Linked DNA regions of Sus scrofa: region 2 is linked to region 1. Evidence: chromatin contacts called from public HiChIP or PLAC-seq data. All regions are on one chromosome and are shown on one strand. Each heading gives the region's core, a stretch centred on a gene start, on an enhancer-like site or on the middle of the called end of the contact. The rest is flanking DNA. Distances are from core to core; before and after follow the strand shown.

What was found. HiChIP or PLAC-seq counts read pairs in DNA pulled down with a chosen protein or histone mark.
Region 2: a contact with region 1 is called in an H3K27ac HiChIP or PLAC-seq map of alveolar macrophages. The contact joins two enhancer-like sites. A contact is called at or near these places in 2 of 47 Hi-C or Micro-C datasets (embryonic fibroblasts and psoas muscle) and 1 of 2 datasets of contacts at active chromatin or transcription factors (alveolar macrophages).

What each region holds. Positions count from the first base shown.
Region 1 is chr13:198,853,215-198,859,185 of Sscrofa11.1, reverse strand. All of the region lies in intron 1 of LOC106505851 (a long non-coding RNA gene), which reads right to left. Among named protein-coding and RNA genes, the nearest start is that of RUNX1, 220 kb to the right of the region's middle. Within about 2 kb of position 2,600, at least 4 of the 83 cell types and tissues checked have an H3K27ac peak or open chromatin away from gene starts, as enhancers often do. A contact at or near this core is called in alveolar macrophages, where this site is marked.
Region 2 is chr13:198,986,593-198,992,563 of Sscrofa11.1, reverse strand. No RefSeq gene overlaps it. Among named protein-coding and RNA genes, the nearest start is that of RUNX1, 350 kb to the right of the region's middle. Within about 2 kb of position 2,658, at least 3 of the 83 cell types and tissues checked have an H3K27ac peak or open chromatin away from gene starts, as enhancers often do. A contact at or near this core is called in alveolar macrophages, where this site is marked.

The DNA.
Region 1 (5,971 bases), core at 1,351-3,850:
AAAAGGAACAACTTATTTTAGACACAACTATAGGGGAAACCTTATAGCATTCAGTGGAATGAAAGAAGCCACACTCGACAGAGTACATGTGATGTGATTATGATGCTATGAAGTTCAAAATAGGCAAAATCAGTAGGCTGGGAAAAATCAGATCAGTGCTTGCTTCTGGAAGAAGCAAGGGAAGGAAGGGAAGGAAGAGACTTTGGAGACTGACTTGGGGAGGCTACAGGGAAATCTGGGATTGTAGTTACGTTCTATTTCTTGCTATGGGTGGTAGTGATGCAAGTTTAGATATGTAAAAATTCATCAAGCTGCACACTTAAAATCAGTGCACTTTGGTATATGTTATACAGCAATACAATAGAAAACGCATAAAAATAATCACATGCTGTGCTTTCTGAGGAAAACAATAGTAGGGCTGAATGGGGGAACACTGCAGAACCAGGGCCTCTTATAATTGAGTGGTTTGTATAGGTCTCTGGGGAGGTGCCCTTTCCACTGACCCTGCCACTGGAAGATCAGGTGGGAGACCCATCCTGGCAGAGGGCATGGCAGGTACAAAGGCCCTAGGCAGGAAAGCACCAAGCAGGAGGTAGCTCGAAACTAATGTGCAGAAAGTGATCTGAAGGAAGGTGGAGAAGTGGGCAGGGAGGAGGTCATTCAGAGCCTTGGAAGCTACAGGAAAGAGCTTAGGTTTTAGCCTAAGTACACTGGGAAGCCAGCAGAGGGTTGTAAGTGGGACTGTGAAATGAGCTCATTTATATTTGAGAAGCTGTCTTTCTGCCTCTAGGGTGTAGTGTGGATGGGAGGACAAGGGTGAGGAATAAAGAGATGGGTGGTGGGAACAAGAGTCTTGGGGAGGGAGAGGGGAAGGACAGATTTGAGATCTAGTCTTGACTTGGCATCAGCAGAACTCACTGGTGGGAGTTCCCATTGTGGCTCCACAGAAACAAATCTGACTAATATCATGAGGATGTAGGTTCTGTCCCTGGCCTTGCTCAGTGGGTTAAGGATCTGCCATTGCCCTGAGCTATGGTGTGGGTCACAGATGTGGCTCATATCTGGCATTGCCGTGGCTGTGGTGTTAGGGCAGCAGCTACAGCTCTGATTTGACCCCTAGTGTGGGAACCTCCATATGCCATGACTGCGGCCCTAAAATGACCAAAAAAAAAAAAAAAAAGAACTCACTGGTGACTGAGTGTGAGATAATGGCTCTTGAATGGATTGGCTGGATGGCCCATGACACCACTTTCTGAAATGTGGAAGACGAAGGAGAAATGGGACAGAGTGGGCAAGAAGCAATAGAACAACAGCAGAGAGTTTAATTTTGAGAGGTCTGTGCACCAGTGGAGGAGGAGTTGGATACAGTAGCCTGGAGCTCAGCTGAGAGCCGTCACCATTACAATGGTTTGTTCACCCTGGATGGATGCGCTCACTCGGGGGGCGGGGGGGCAGGGTGTGTGGAGAGAAGGACCAAGGAAAGGAGGACCACAAGCAGGAGGATGGGTGTGATCATCCCACTGTGACAACAGGAACCTGTGTCATCTAACAGGTACCAGGGCAGACCTCACAGTGCTTTCTCCAAAGGCCCTGGGATCTAGCCTCCAATATGAGACAGTCCCTCATTTCTCTGGGTGTAGCCCTACCATTCACATCCCTCTAAAAATGCCAGAGTGGATAAGCCATTTTTATAATAAAAGAAACCAACTTCTAAAAATTGCCTCATTCGATGCTTACTAAGGATCTGCAATAGTAACATGACCATCTGACAGGTGTGGAAACTTGGTTTGGGGTTAAGAAATGTAGCCTGTGTCAAACAGCTATTAAATGTCATGAGTAGAGCTTGATGTCAAGGTTCCTTCCAGAGCCTGGGCAACAAACCATAGAAAGAAGAGAATGAAGGCAGCATCTGGTTACAGTTTATGCCATCAGTTAAAGAGACTATCTCCCCAAAATGGGAATACAAAAATCACTCATGCATTGACATCGCTGGCAAAACAGAACATCAGCTTCTCAGGGTGTGCAGGTCAAGTTTGCTCCAGTTACAGGGGATCTGGTTAGTCCTGGGATTAGAAGGTCAGGGAAGGCTTTGAGCTTGGCGAGAAGCAAAGGCAAGGCCAGGTATAAAGATCCTGAGAGGAACACAGACCAACTGGCCCAACGACAAAGTTCAATGAACAACAGAGCCCCCACATCAGCCCTCTGCCGAGGTGTTTCTGTGGGTCACCCTGGGAAGCCATCTCTCCTGTGCTTCACTGCGAACAAAACTGGGACTTTTCCCAGAATCCGTCCCATGTCCTAGACAGATCATTTCATGTAAATCCACATGGTGAATAATTCATACTTCCTCCTGTGGCCTGTCCAGTAACAATGATCCAGTTCTTCTGTGATCATCATGAATATCTGAGTTAAAAGCTGTCTTATCAACACCCTATTCTAGGATGGTGCTGTCAGTGCGTGAGACCCAGAGTGGGAAAAAAAATCCAATGGGAAATTCCCTAAAAAGTGCTCTTTCTCAATGAGGGTCAGTGCTGTTCAGCGCACTGCATCACACACACACACACACTGTCACATTGTGATATTCTGTTTAGTAATTATGATAACATATTTGGTTCCTTTTCGTGAAGTATACCATCCGTTTTGATTCACCCTCATGCATCTGGACAGCAAGGTTTGTGGGTGGTTTTCTCTTCTGTGATGATATCTGTGACACTCAACTTACATGAACTTTTTTCGGCATATTTTGAATTCTAAGAAAATCAAAACAAAAAAAGTAGGTGCGTCAAGACTTCCTCTTTTTCCGGGACATGTCACCTCTTTCCTATGTCATCATTATTTCTCTTCCCCTTTCCTCCAGTACCCAATTATTCTTGTCTTCAAACTGCACTGCTCCTTTCCTGCCCAAACCCCTGTGTATTAGTTTCCTGAGGCCTTCAGTACAAAATACCACAAATCAGGTGGAGAACAACAGAAATGGATTCTTTCACACTCCCAGAGACCAAAAGTCCAAAACCAAGGTGTCATCGGGGCCGGGCTCAGCCCGAGACTCTGGGTGGAATCCTCGCTTGCCCCTTCCAGCTTCTGGTGCTGATGATACTCCTTGGGGTTCCTCGTCTTGCATCTTCGTCACCTCGTGCAGCTCACTGCTGCCTCTTTCATCAACGTGGAGTTTTCCTTGCACATCTGCATCCAAATATTCCTCTTCTTATAAGGACACCGGTCACATTTGGATGAAGGTCCACCCTAATAATTTTCATGTCAGCCTGAGGGCATCTGTGAAGACCCTAGGTCCAAATAAGGTCACAGTCACAAGTACCAGGTATTAGGACTGTCACACATCTTAAGGGACACAGTTCAGCTCTTCAACCTACAACACCCTGTGTCACTTATGGTTAGTTGTGGTATGAGGTCAAATACTCCCCCAAATATGCCTTAAATTTCTTAATAGTATATGTATTGAAAGCTGTATAACTTAAATTCCCTCAAGGACAATTAACCACACAAATTACCTTTTCAAACTAAAATGTTAGTCCTTTGAGGAAACCTCTGTATTAACAAGCATCCTTACATGCATACACACACGGTTTTTCTCTGTCTTTTCTCACCCATTTATTTCTTTTTTAGGGGATTTAATCATGTTATAATACATGTTTTGAATTGTCATACATATGAATTCAAAAATCAGCCTTATTCTAGCTTTGCTCTTTTCCATTTAAAAATCAAAGAAAGAGACTAAAATGTCTGGCCAGTGAAATCAGCCACCTGTGGTGACCCCTTCTTATTTTCCCTTCTGGCCCTCCTTTCAGCCCTAGCAGTCTCAAGAGCAGGACGACTGTGTAGACTCAATATTCTGTTGGCAGAATGCTGTATCAGTTAAGAGTGTGGACTCTGGAAGGCAGAAGAAGAGATTAGAGTCAGGCTCTCACACACTCATGACATGTTTTGGGTTCCATAATTTAGCCACCATCAAGGGCTCGTTGTGATGATGAAGTGAGATGATACACCGAAAGTACTCAGCCCAGGCCTGGCTCCTAATAATTGCTCATTTAACATTTAACACTAGCTGGCTATATAAGCAGTATATATGTGATATGCTAAAATTAATCACTAGTGGCAACTTTTAAAATAATATACATAAGAGTTACAGAAGGAATTGTGTAATTATTTTTAAAATCTTTTCTGAAAACACCTGATTTAGATTTTTTTCCCCTACCTTTGGCCACACCCATGGAATGTGGAAAATCTTGGTCCAGGGGTCAAATCTGAGCCTTACCAGCACCCAGAGCTGCAGTGACAAGGCCAGATCCTTAACCTCATGAGCTACCAGGGAATTCTTGCTTTGACTTTTGAATAAGAAAAAAGTTTGGAAACTTGTATTTGAAGAGTTTCTGAAAATTAGCGAGTTTTAATTTACTTTGTTGTTTTTTTTTAAGTCCTCAAATATTATGGATCTTGATGTGGGTGAGATGCTCTGGACTATGACCCTTCTTAATAAGAGTTTCTAAAAAGCATCTAACTTTGATATTAATCTCAGTAGCAAGAGATAGACTTCTGCTCAGAAAGACTGTAGGATGTGGAGGCAAACAGACAAATTTGCATGTGACATTGAGCAATCACTGAACATTTCTGAGCCTCAGTTTCTTCATCTTGAAACTGGAATTTCAAGAGCTGAAAAGACTGCCACTCAAATGCTATGACTCAGAGTTTCAAAAAAAGAGAATGTTCCTTATTTTCCATAACTGATCTCATTCTGCGTTGGAGCTTCCCTATTCCCTTATGAAAGGGGAAGAAGAAAATTCAGACTGGTCTGTATGAGTACCTTAGTCTCTTCTGGTTTAAAATATGCTCTTTCAGATTAATTCAGTCACTTCTGAGTAAGCGGTCAGTCTTTTGAGGATTTAAGTTCAATTTGGGATTTCTCCTTGGGGCCATCACGATCCTTGTTGGACATCATCCAGAAGTGGGGTGCTGGAAACACTTTGGGTCCTGGTGCTTCCCCCTGGGTTCTCTCTGGTCCATGAAAAGACCCCAACACAGAAAATCACTTATATAATTCCATGTATATGAAATGTTCAGAGTAGTTAAATCTGTAGAGAGGAAATAAATTAGTTGTTGACAGGGGTCAACAGGAGAAAGGAAATGGTGGATGACTGCTAATGGATAATGGATATGGGATTTCTTTTCGGGGTGACAGCAATGTTTTGGAATTAGTGGTGACAATCATACAACTGCATGGATATACTAAATGCCACTGAACTGTATAATTTATAAAGGGGAATTTTTTGGTATGTGAATTGCATCTCAATTTTTAAAATCACTCAATGTAAGGATGACACTTGATGTGGTTTACTTTGTTATTTGTTCTTAGGTATATATTTTGTTCCAACTGAAATTCACTTTTCTATGGAAAAAATTTGCACAAATTTGTGTGGGTTGGTTTGTGGGTTTTCTATTCTGTCACACTGATGTATATGTTTGTCCTCACTGCTTCGATACTGCATCATCTTGATTACTGCAGATATACAGTCAGTCTTAGCATCAAGTACACATTCCTCCCACATTACTTTGCTCAGTCAAGGTTCTTTGGGCTCTTGCAGGGCCTATGACTTTTCATGTACATTTTAGAATAAGTTTATCTACATTTACAAAAGTCTTGCTGGATTTTGTTGGAAATCACATTAAATCTATAGATCAATTTAAGGAAAATTGACATTTATATATTTTTTACTAGAGTAGGGTTGATTTACAATGTTGTGCCCGTTTCTGCTGCACAGAGAAGTGACCCAGTCATAAATATAAATATATGACAAGGGACATTTTCCCTTTCACTATATATGAAGGTAATATAATAATAATTATAATATATATCATATTATATTATATTACATTATATTATATTATGCTATAATTATATATCCATCATAGTCTATCCCAAGAGACTGGATATAGTCCCCTGTGCTATACAGCAGGA
Region 2 (5,971 bases), core at 1,409-3,908, 130 kb before region 1:
TCCATAACACATTTGGAAATACTTTGATCTTTCTGTATAGGTCTCCATAGCAAAAGCACACTGCAAACCTTATTTTACTTATTTAGAGGTTAGTTAAGTAAGGCTAGGGTTGTAATATTAGAGCTTTAAAATTGCTTTTTAAATATACGCTAGCAAAGGGATAAGGATAATTTTACTAGGTCCTGAAACATTCTAAATTACATACCAGTCTGCTCTGCCCCATTCCAATGCCAACACCACGGGCTTAGTTTTCGTGTATTTACTTTTCTCCTATTTTATTAACTCTGTTAATGGACTTTAAGAGATTCTTTAAAACCCCATCCTCCCTTGAAAATTTTAATATTCAAGTGAAGTGTTCTTTCGTCTAGCATTCCTGCTATACTGGTTCTAAGGATCTAATAGTCCTTCCGCCCCACTGTGGATTAGGCTGATTAAGGGATTGGTGGAGAAAGATGCTGGGGAGGAGAGTAAATGTTAAAAGATCCCTTATTTCATTCCCTGATAAAGATCTGAGCTTCCTTTGATGAAGGTGGGGAACTGCTGAAGACACAAGGGATATGATAGGATCCAGTCTGATTTGCACCTTGGAAAAACCACTCTGGAAGCAGCTTGGGGAATGGGTCGGTGACCAGGGGGCAGGAGTATGAGACTAGAATTGGAAAGATCTTGTCCACAGGCCGTTGGAATGGTCAGACATGGTGACATCGTGCGGGTGGGGGATATGCAGGAGGTAGACGGATCCAAGAAGATTTTGTCAACTGTCTAGGGCTACACATGAGTCACTTCAGTGCTAAAAATACAGGTAACATTAATTAGTTGACCCACCCCTTGTAGGAAACTACAGTGTAGTGGTCAGGGCTATTTAATAAGCCCTACAAGAAAAGCAAGAGTCATCATTTGGTCCTAGACATTTCTACCCTCAACTATATTTGCCTCATTCTAAGGAATTCAGGCAATTCCAGGTCAAGAAGCTAGGTTGAGGTGAGCACATTCCCAGAATTCCCAGGGCTAGCCCAAGTGGTCAGCTCCACGACGTCAGTTCTCTGGGGTATTTGTCATCTGAACAACCTGGGGGGAAGAAGGACATCCCCCTCCGAAATGCTCAGTGCACAGACAGAGAGCCAGAGATGAACTCAGCCTGGACTCCCAGCGTGTCGAGGTGGGGCCAGCCAGTGTTTGTTTAGCCACCAATGACCCCCCCGAGTCGTGGTCACTTTCCCCGTGTACCGTAGTTGAGGGAAGCAGTCAGTTAACTCTGAGAACTGGGGGCACTGCCGTGGCCTTAGAGGAAGCCCTGCCATTTTCCAGAGGGAGAGAACCAGACTTTGCTGAAGCGATACCTTTTCCAAGTCCAGGTAAAGCCTTGCTTCCAGGTGTGATCAAATCTATTTCACGCAGAAGGCCAATAGGTGGCAGAACAGTCTTTCCTACACACCACAGGGAAAATGCATAGAGAAATCACCATCACTCAGTTTTGATCATTGGTCTCAAACAATTCAACAACTAGGAACTTTAGAATTTTTATATATTTTACACATTTATGTATATTAATGCTGAATCTTGGGTAAAATGTTTTGAGTTAAGATTTCAAGCCCTAGAAAAATTAGCCAAAATATTTATAGACCCTCTTTACTTAAACCTTATCTTCTTGTGGCTAGAATTTTTTTTTTTCTCACTTTATGGAGTATTTCCTTTTTTTTTTTTTAAGTATGTAGAAACAAAGGTGAAAACAATTCTAATTTTAGGCCATTTAAAATGATTATTCTCTGCTAATTAGAAGGTAGGATATACAAGGAGGGTTCCTCTCTGTGATTTCAAAAAGTCAAGCACCTAATAAAATATTCACAGATGCACTAGAATCTTGGAATTGGGGAGATGACAGAGAGACCCGATTTTTACAAAATTAAAATTTTTTTTCTTGAAAAGGAAGTTAAGATACTGGCTTAGAATCCTCTCTAATGTTGTTCTAACTATGTGTTTTTGCTAATTTTTGTTTGTTTGTTTTTGCTTTGCTTTCCTGCATTATTAGAATGTCAGGATTTATAGCTAATTTAGGGATACCCAAATGGGAAGATTTTAGAAACAGTCACAGATGTCCTGGTGGCTGTTGCAAATCAGGGATTACCATATCTCTAATATAAAATGGTCTCTGGGGATTTCTCTGCCTTGGTCACACTTATGCGGTTTCTTTGAATCTCATCTTTGCTTCTATTTCCCTGTGATCAGGACCTGGATGAGGATGGGTGAATGAGGCATGGCCTCAACCACATCACTGAAGGGGACACAAAAACCTTAATCATCATGAACAATCACTTTAATACAATATTTTTAAAATTCAAAATACAGAAAAATCCCAATGAACAAGATATCAAAAATCTAAATAACAATAAGATCAGTAACAGTGTTATGCTGAGCCCTGCTCGAACCTGAGGCAAAAGGAAAAATCAGGGACCCTGAGCATGTTTTTATTTAAAGTTTTGGTATTTCGTTCATCTTGAGTTTTGGCATTGATTTTGACCTTTTAAAATTTGAAATATTACTTATCATGTCCCTACCTTTTTTTGGTTCTTCCCTAAATGTTATGCTTCAGGCTAATGCCTCGCTCTCCTCACCCTGCTCTGAGGTCACTTGTCCTGGGGGTTTGCTTATGCTTACGCCCTGTAAAATGTCTAAAGTCCCTTCTCAAGGAGAGGTTCTTGGCCCCTCTAGGGCTGTTTGTCATCCAAGGGAAAAACAGGCCTGAAACCCAGAGAGAGAATAAGGATGTTGGCAACTTGCTGATGTTCCCCAGAGTGACCTCACTTTTGAAAAAAAAAAAAAAGTATCATATTCTTAAACCATTTCTTTTGGTTCTTCTTTTTTTCTCTTCCTGGCTTTGCTTGTGGCCCATGCACACCCTTTATGCTCTGGATAGCCAAAGGTCCAGATGTTTCTGAACTTCCTCAGATATTTCTGAAAGCAACTCTGTTTCAGAAGTTGTCAGAGCCCAGGTGGCTACTTCTTTACTCAGATCTCTAATTCAAGAAATTGCCATGAACAGGGGCTTTTAATTTGAACCCATCTGAGTATCTCAGTAAAAGTCAAACTGAATCCAAACCTCCTTACGAGTCCCTCGGAATTATAGCTGAGTGGGACTGGAGACAGTCTGGATTGCTAGTAGCACCTTTTGCCACAAGGAACAACCTTGCTTCTGGAGTTTCATCCTATTTTCTGCTCTCAATACCTGTAGAGACAGTTTTCTCACAGTACATAAACCTCTAATCAAGTGACTCTCTTCCTTACCAATTCCTTTAAAGTTATTATCCAGTCCATTCTCAGATGGCTATGAACCAGCTCAACACTTCTATGGAATTTGCTTTGAAGTTTTCCACAGGAAACATTTTTTTCTATGAATGGAGATGAGCATCTTTTACAGGGCTAGGTGAAACTTGTTCTGTTCTACTCACTTTTCCTCTTTCTCCACCTATCACAAAGTACTTGCCTTCGAGTCTGACTTATAAAAAACAAACTTACAGTTAGAAGAGGGGAGAGAGACAGAGAGATAAATTCATAGTTTGGGAATAAATAGACACATTACTATATATAAAATAGATAACCAACAAGGACCTACCATGTAGCACAGGAAACTCTACTCAATATTCTATAACAGTCTATAAGGTAAAATAATCTTAAAAATATCACATATATATATATGTATATTATGAATCAATTTGCTGTACACCTGAAACTAACACAATATTGTAAATCTACTATATATATATATAGTTTCTTTATATATAATAAAGGAAGAACAAGGAAGGAAAAAGTCATGACAGCAGATTGGAAGAGTACAAGTTCAAGGCCCAGTGTCCTTAGAAAGGCAGAATAAGGAGACAAAATTAACATCAGTTAGAAAAAGCACAAGTCCTTTTAGGAATATTCTGTGAATGGATAATTTAAGTCTCACTTGGGTCAGTGGCATCAACATGTGTTTGTTTATTGGATCACAAAACAATAAATATTTAGGATGTGGACTAAAAAAGAAAAATACTTTAGAAAGATGTAAATTAAAACATTCAAAGAAAAAAGATTAGAGTCAGACTTTATAAAATTTTACATTAAAACACACTAAAGAAGAGATTTTCTGCTTAGAATAGCAGGTTAGTCAAACATTGTTTTAGCTATAACTCTTTCTCTGAAAATTTTAGACACAGAAGATGTAATTTTTAATATGTCAATTCCCTATTAGTTTGCTATTTTTGAAAAAATAACACAATTTTTTAACTTTTATGCTATTTTGCAATTTATGGTTGTTTCTTTTCCCCATCACTAAGCAATTCTGGACAATTAGAGCAAAACAAAAATTGCATGTTTAAAAATTCGGTTGTGTTATTTTTCTTCTTCTAAACATTTAAACTCATGTTGGGAAAAAAGTTGGATGACTTGCTTCTTAGGGATATAAATGTATATCCTGTCTTTTCTGAATACACAAGAAAAACTGGGTTAAGCCATTTTTTCTTGAAAATTATTCTTGGCAACTCTTTGGGAAAATCTGTTAGCTTGTCAAGATAAATTTTACAAGCAGTATCCCAGGTTATGGAAACCATTGCAAAATATCTGAGAGATAAAGGACCTTTGCAGAACTAGGGTTACAAATGTGTTTATATATTTTATACATATTTTTATACTGTGAGTACTCAAAATATTTGGATGTTGTGGAAGCTAGAGACAGCTTTCATTATTTTATTTTACTTTTTAAGTAAGAGATACTGTAGTGAAAGGGGATCTAAACTTTAAGGGGCGCCTGGCAAGAATAAATGCCTCAAATTCTTTGAGAAGCAAGGCACTTTCCAGAAAAAAAAATATACGTGTGTGTGTGTGTGTGTGTGTGTATTTTGTGGACAACTGTCTAGTGTGTCGTTTTTGTTCCCAAATGCTAATTGAGTGTTGTAAATGAGGACAGGCCTTCACACCAACCAAATGAATTGGGCCTTGATTTTGAGTTTGCTTATCATAGTGGCATAAGGCCTTTCATCTTTCTCTTTATCTGATATTTGTGTGACCATGTATGCGTTTTTCAAATTTCTGTGTACTGTCAAGTACCCCTCTCTGATTACTCCTTTTGACACACAGATGCCTGCTTTCCTTCTACCCCTGACATAGGGTACAGTTTCCAGCCTACTGGAAAGAGAGGCCGTGAAAGAAACTCTGGCCCACCCACTGTGCTACTCATCTTGTAGGACTGTGAGAATAGAATTGGGACATCCTAAATTGAAAGCATATGCCTTGGAGTCAAATGAGTCTGAGTTTCAACACTGTAACCCACTCATTCATTGGCTGTGTGACTACGGATAAGCTGTCACCTACTCTGAGCTCTTTCTGCTTTTATCTCATTAATCTAATGTGAACACTAAATGAGACGACGTGTGCAAAGTCCTGAACGTGGGGTCAATACACTGCATATGCCCAATAAAGGACATTGGTTCAGTATTGCTATTATTATTCATAAATGGCAGGGTTCTGAACGGGGAAGGTTAAGGATAAGAGGAGAGAGCAAGATGAAAGGTGTTCAAGGGAAAAGCGTTGTGGGGATGGGAGATGGTGAAAGAAGCAAGAGCCGCCAGTGGGAAGAAGTGCCCCTTCCAAGAGCAAGTTCAGTTTGTATACTCGTCAGACCATGGGTTTGTACCAAGATAACCCCATTGGCAGGAGCAGGCAATGAAAAGACGTTGTGATCCGCCAAGTTCTACGACACCCAGGGGAACCACGTTGGAAAGTTGTATTCTTGAAAACCCTCTCCCTCTAAAAAGACACAGTGGAGGAGACCCTCATTGCTCAGTCATGAGCAGCCCAGCTCCCACCCCAGCCTCAGGTTAGTTTATTCCCAAGCCTCCCTTCCCTGGCTTCATCAGGGCCTTCAGGGCTGGGCCAGGACCTGGTGTTGGCATTGGACCAAACTCCGTCCTTGCACTTGGCTTTCCCCTCTCCTGTC